Regions from separate parts of the Sus scrofa genome. Here region 1 is linked to region 2. Evidence: chromatin contacts called from public HiChIP or PLAC-seq data. All regions are on one chromosome and are shown on one strand. The core of a region is the stretch at or near the end of the contact, and the rest is flanking DNA. Distances in the headings are between cores, read along the strand shown. Region 1 overlaps LHFPL2 (lipoma HMGIC fusion partner-like 2). Region 2 has its middle 110 kb from the start of SCAMP1.

Region 1 (2,941 bases), core at 69-2,568, 160 kb before region 2:
CAGAGCCTCAGTCCAGGAAAAGTTGGTTTCAAGTGGAATACTTTAGACTTTCTCCTGGTAAACCCAGAGCCCAATTGCCAAGTGTGGAGGGGGGCCTGGGGAGGCCCAGTGATCACGTAGGGCTTGGTGGGTCAAGAACAGGAGTTTCTCCTGTCCGGAGAGTTAGAGACTTCAAAACAACTGATATAAGTCCCAAGGGATTGCTTGGCCCGTTGATCAGAACCGTGGCATTTACACTGAAAATACAGTTACCCCACCAGACAAGAGAGCCCGTTCAGTGTTGAAATGGCATCTTTACCTCTGAGGAAGGCAAATACAATTTAAAAGAATTTGAAAAACAAAAAAAAAATAAGGGAGTCGCCGTCGTGGCTCAGTGGAAATGAATCTGATTAGTATCCATGAAGACGAAAGTTTGATCCCTGGCCTTACTCAGTAGGTTAAAGATCCAGCATTGCCATGCACTATGGTGTAGGTTGCAGATGTGGCTTGGATCTGGCGTTGCTGTGGCTGTGGTGTAGGCCAGCAGCTACAGCTATGATTCGACCCCCAGCCTGGGAACCTCCATATGCCACAGGTGCAGCCCTAAAAAAAAAAAAAAAAATCCTTTGAACCCAATTAAAAACCTCAATCTGTTGTCAACGGTGCAGTTTTGGAGCACGATGGCCATGGAATTCCTGTGAGTTGGGCATTCAGATTCCTAAACCAGCTGGTGGGGAGTGAGCAGATGGGCGAGTCTGTCTCCTCTGTTTGATGAGCACTGTTCTGTTCATGGTGTGTTTGTTTCTGCTGCTTCATAAAGGCCTTTTGGGTAGGAAGGTACTTCTGTCCATGACTACAGAGAAGGGAGCGAAGCGGAGCGAGGTTATGTGACTTGCGCTTGGTCTCTGGGTAGGGAAGTGGGGGATCTGAGATTCTGTCCTGGGATTTTAGACTTTGAAATTTATGTTTTTGTCTTTTTGCCATTTCTTGGGCCGCTCCTGCGGCATATGGAGGTTCCCAGGCTAGGGGTCTAATCAGAGCTGTAGCCACCGGCCTATACCACAGCCACAGCAACGCGGGATCTGAGCCGCATCTGCAACCTACACCACAGCTCATGGCAGTGCCAGATCCTTAACCCACTGAGCAAGGCCGGGGATCAAACTCCCCACCTCATGGTTCCTAGTCAGGTTCGTTAACCTCTGAGCCACGATGGCAACTCCTGAAATTAAGCCCTCTGTGATCATAATGGGAGGAAGCAGAGGAGGGGGTGACTGATGGTGTCCTCCTGGAGAAAGGAGAGAAAAGGGTGATGATGAATAGATAGTTCTCTGTATCAGCCACCAGCTGGCACCATTCCCCAAGGCAGCCTGGTTTCTTTCTGAGGGTGAGCAAAGTGATCAAGGGGGGCAGAGCAATTCAGGCAGGAATTGGGGGAGATTGGAGAGGACAGGCTGGGGAGGGCTCTTTGTATGCTGGACACAGTCCTAAGCAAAGTTGAGTAACTCTTGGATTGCCTGTGCCTGTGACCCAAAAGGCCAGGGCGTCGACGGTCTGCATTACTGCTTCTGGCTGGTGTATTTCTGGGGCCCAGCCTTTTCCGTGTCCATTATTCATGGGCTTACCATCTTGTATCTACTTGTCTCCACCTTCTCCTGCTCTGCTGTAGAAATTTCTGCTGAATATTTGTGAACTTAGCTCTGAATAAAAAGAAAACTTTGGTGTTCCTGTCGTGGCCCAGCGGAAATGAATCCGACTAGGAACCATGAAGTTGTGGGTTCAATCCCTGGTCTTGCTGAGTGGGTTAAGGATCTGGCATTGCCGTGAGCTGTGGTGTAGGTCGTAGACATGGTTGGGATCTGGAGTGGCTGTGGCTGTGGCATAGGCTGGCAGCTGTAGCTCTGATTCGACCCCTAGCCTAGGAATCTCCATATTGCCGTGGTTACGGCCCTAAAAAGCAAAAAGAAAAGGAAAGAAAAAAAGAAAATTTCTATGGAGTTTCTGCTGTGATCCAGTGGGTTAAGAACCCAAATGCAGCGGCTCAGGTCACTGCGGAGGCACAAGTTAGATCCCCAGCACTGCACAGTGAGTTAAAGGATCCAGCGTTGCTGCAGCTGTAGCTGCAGCATAGGTCACAGCTGTGGCTCAGATTCACTTCCTGGCCTGGGAACTTTCACATGCTGTGGGTGTGGCCATGAAAGAAAGAAAAAAGAAAGCTTCTATTAAGATGTGCTAATAAGGAGTTCCCTTTGTGGCTCGGTGGGTTGAGAACCTGACTGGTGTCCATGAGGATGAGGATGTGGGTTTGATCCCCGACCTTATTCTGTGGGTTAAGGATCTGATGTTGCTGTGGCTGTGGTATAGGCTGGCAGCTGCAGGTCTGATTTGACCCCTGGCCTGGAAACTTCCATATGCTGCAGGTTCGGCCCTAAAAAATAAAGAAAAGACGTGCTAATAAAAACCTTAACCACTAGTAAGTACATTTAACCATAGCTTCAGTTTGCATAGATCTTATAAAAATCTCTCCCCCCATTGATTCAGGAGCAGCTGCTGTTTCCCTGTATAAGCAGACAATGGACCCGTAGAGGTACATCTTTTTCGTGTGGATGTGATGCCCTTGGGAGCTCCAGCCAGATTTTCCTGAAATGTTATCTGAGGGGAATTTGGGGAGTGGGGGAGGGCGAGAGGGGAAGATTTTCACTTGTTGCACTAATGCTTCTCCATATCCTGTACAAGCATCTTTGCCCTGCAGTACTCAGAGGCAAGAGTCCTGTAGCGTTGGCCGTATGCTGGTCCTTTCCTTCATTACTGTGGCTACTCAGAAGTTGGCTGGACTTTAATGCCTCTTAAAAGCCTTTCTCGGAGTTCCCGTTGTGGCTCAGTAGTTAATGAATCCGACTAGGAACCATGAGGTTGCAGGTTTGATCCCTGGCCTCGCTCAGTGGGTTAAGGATCTGGGGTTGCT
Region 2 (2,857 bases), core at 308-2,807:
TCTAGCATTGATTAGGTTCCTGTGCATATGTATTTTCACCACATGCTCCCCTTCCCCTTCCCAGATACAAATTAAACCTGATTTTGCAAACACGTCCTGATTCTTGCAAGTCTCGGTATTTTGGTTTCCATGTGATGTGTACAATTTGATCAAGAAAACATCCATCAAATTTTAAACACTAACTTATTTGTAATACTGATGAACTATACCTTTCACTACTAACATATGTATACATCTACCTTAGGTTCACTTTAACTTTGAGAGATGTATGAATTTCTTTCTTGGAGAAGCATTAATGTAATTTTAAATTGGGGGGGGGACCCTCTCAAATTCTATACAAGAAAGATGGAGATGCTTCCCAGTGGTCAAAAGGCTTATGTACATCATGTAAAGAAGCGCGTACCACACACAGCAAGGGACGAGTCAACTGAAGGACACAGCCTCCTCTTCCAACACAAACACCAAAATCAAAAGCCAGTCATGGAGCAGTGCCACATCTACATTTCCTGAAGGTAATCCTGCCTGTAAAAAGCCCCATCTAGAAGCAGAATTCTAATTCATAAACTCAAAGAAGGCACAAGCAGCCCTTCTTATAAACTCGTATTCATCTCTCCATATCGCATGTTCGCTTAGAATAAAAATAGCTATTTCTTTTCCCAATCCAGGGCCTGTGATAGCTGAAACTACATGCTTTCACCTCTAAACATACCTGACACGTGCCAGATTTCTAATAGGAATCAAAATTAAAAGCTGAAAAAATTAGCTCAATCAAAAAAGGCAAAACATCGTCAAATTAAGATCTAAGTAACACAGCTTTTTCAGCTATTACTACATCGTTCTCAAAAGTTAATCCCCAAGAGAAAGGACCCTGGCTTTAAATTTCAGCAGAGGCTGGGGGACCCTCACGTGTGCTTCCCATCTCATCCTTAGTTTTTAACTTAGCAGTTTTGCTACTGGATCAACTTTCCATGATTGAGCTGGCTGGAAGATACTGCATTCAACACACTCCTAGCTCTCCTTAAGTGTTTGCTTAACATAAAATCACTTAATAACAGTCTTGACTGTCCTGGACAGTTCCTTTAAGTGGGTTAGTTTAGTAGTTTCTAGTAATATAGTACCTTTTAAAACTCCCAGACACTAGGAGTACCCACCGTGGCACAGCAGAAATGAATCCGACTAGGAACCATGAGGTTTTGGGTTCGATCCCTGGCCTCACTCAGTGGGTTAAGCGTTGCCATGAGCTGTGATGTAGACACAGACGCGGCTCGGATCTGGCGTTGCTGTGGCTGTGGTGTAGGCCGGCACCTGCTATTCGCCCCTAGCCTAGGAACTTCCGTATGCTGCGGGCACGGCCCTCAAAAAAAAAGGAAAAAAGACAACAACAACAAAAACTCCCGAACACTAAAGGGTAAGAGCATCAAAGCAAACCTTTAGCCTACTCTCCAAAAAGCAGCCAGAACCAGTAACTGTCTTTATTTCAGGGTCCTATCAGCTGCTTGGTCATGGGGCTGGGGCCGCCCCCTGCTGCTCCCGCTATCTGCTTCCCTGCAGCGTCCTTCTCACCCTCGAGAGAGCTGCTAGATAAGTCTTGAACTGGTCATTTTGCTTAGATGCACAGGATGTACATAAAAGCAGAAATAAATAAGAGGAAGTAGTAAAACCACGCAGAAAAGAAAAATCCATCAAAAAACTTGTAGCTATTAGCAGATCCTTGGCGTTTTATAGCCACATATCCTGAAAAATCTATTATCTACAGGCAGGTAGTCCACCACGTACCTGTGCTTGGGAGAAACCACTAAGATGTATTCTCAAGAGAAAGCACACCTGGGCAGGAGATCGTGAAGACAGTGAGATGATGTTGGGGAGAAAGGAGGGGCAGCTCGGGGACTGATGAGAAGCAGTTGGGGGAGGAGGAGAACAAGTCCGGGATGACCCTCTGCTACTTAGTCTGGGCACTGGGTAGGAAGTGGCGCCATGACCTAGATCAGAAATGCAGCAGAAGCAGAAATGGTGATGGGATGAAGGCTCAGCTTAGGCTGCCAACGGAGAAGTCCTGTGTGCAGCTAGGGATACTATGGACAGAAGATCGGGTTGGAGATTGAGATTTGAGAGTGTTTAATACCCAGAGACAGATAATGAGAACTTTGAATAACTATTAGGCACTTTCCATGTGCAGCTACTCTGCTAAGCACTTCATACAATTCATTTATTCATCAAAAAGCCCTAGGACTGGAAACTCTTATTATCCTTATTTTATAGATGTATTAACTGACCCCAAAGTACCTTTACTGAGGTTAACGTGCCCCGAATTAAAACACTAAGTGGCAAAGCCAAAGGTCAGATGGAAGTTTGACACCAAGGTCTGCATTCACAACAGCTGTCGTTTCCTTTTACCTCGACTGGATAGGGTGAGAGGCAGGGGACACCAACATCTCTGCTGAGTGGACTCTTAGACTAGCATCCAAGTTTAAGTCCAAAAAAGCCACACCATAATATAACTGAAGAAAACACTGTTCCCTTTCAGGAAGAGAGAAAAAAACAAAACCAGTAATTTTCCATACTTTTAGAGATGACAACATATGTCTCAATTTGCTCAATCCCGAAAACCGACACTAAAAATCCATCAGGTATATGACAGAGGTTAAAAAAAAATGACAGTTTTTATTGCTTTCTTATAAATAACCTCTCCTTCAGGATAGACAGCTGTCATGATTCATAAGAGGCCTATTTGTTCGCAGTTAACCTAGTAAGTAAATAAGGATTTGTCTTCAACCGGGGTCTCTCCAACACACACACCCCGACGCCAGAGGCCGTCGGAGAGGTTAGCACTGCCGTGAAGAGCGGGCAGCAGGTACTT

What was found. HiChIP or PLAC-seq counts read pairs in DNA pulled down with a chosen protein or histone mark.
Region 1: an H3K27ac HiChIP or PLAC-seq map of alveolar macrophages shows a contact between it and region 2. The contact joins two enhancer-like sites. A contact is called at or near these places in 5 of 47 Hi-C or Micro-C datasets (embryonic fibroblasts, mesenteric adipose tissue, retroperitoneal adipose tissue and 1 more) and 1 of 2 datasets of contacts at active chromatin or transcription factors (alveolar macrophages).

What each region holds. Positions count from the first base shown.
Region 1 is chr2:87,476,333-87,479,273 of Sscrofa11.1, reverse strand. All of the region lies in intron 2 of LHFPL2 (lipoma HMGIC fusion partner-like 2), which reads left to right. Among named protein-coding and RNA genes, the nearest start is that of LHFPL2, 21 kb to the left of the region's middle. Within about 2 kb of position 1,318, at least 4 of the 83 cell types and tissues checked have an H3K27ac peak or open chromatin away from gene starts, as enhancers often do. A contact at or near this core is called in alveolar macrophages, where this site is marked.
Region 2 is chr2:87,318,356-87,321,212 of Sscrofa11.1, reverse strand. It overlaps a transcript of LHFPL2 not described here. Among named protein-coding and RNA genes, the nearest start is that of SCAMP1, 110 kb to the right of the region's middle. Within about 2 kb of position 1,557, at least 5 of the 83 cell types and tissues checked have an H3K27ac peak or open chromatin away from gene starts, as enhancers often do. A contact at or near this core is called in alveolar macrophages, where this site is marked.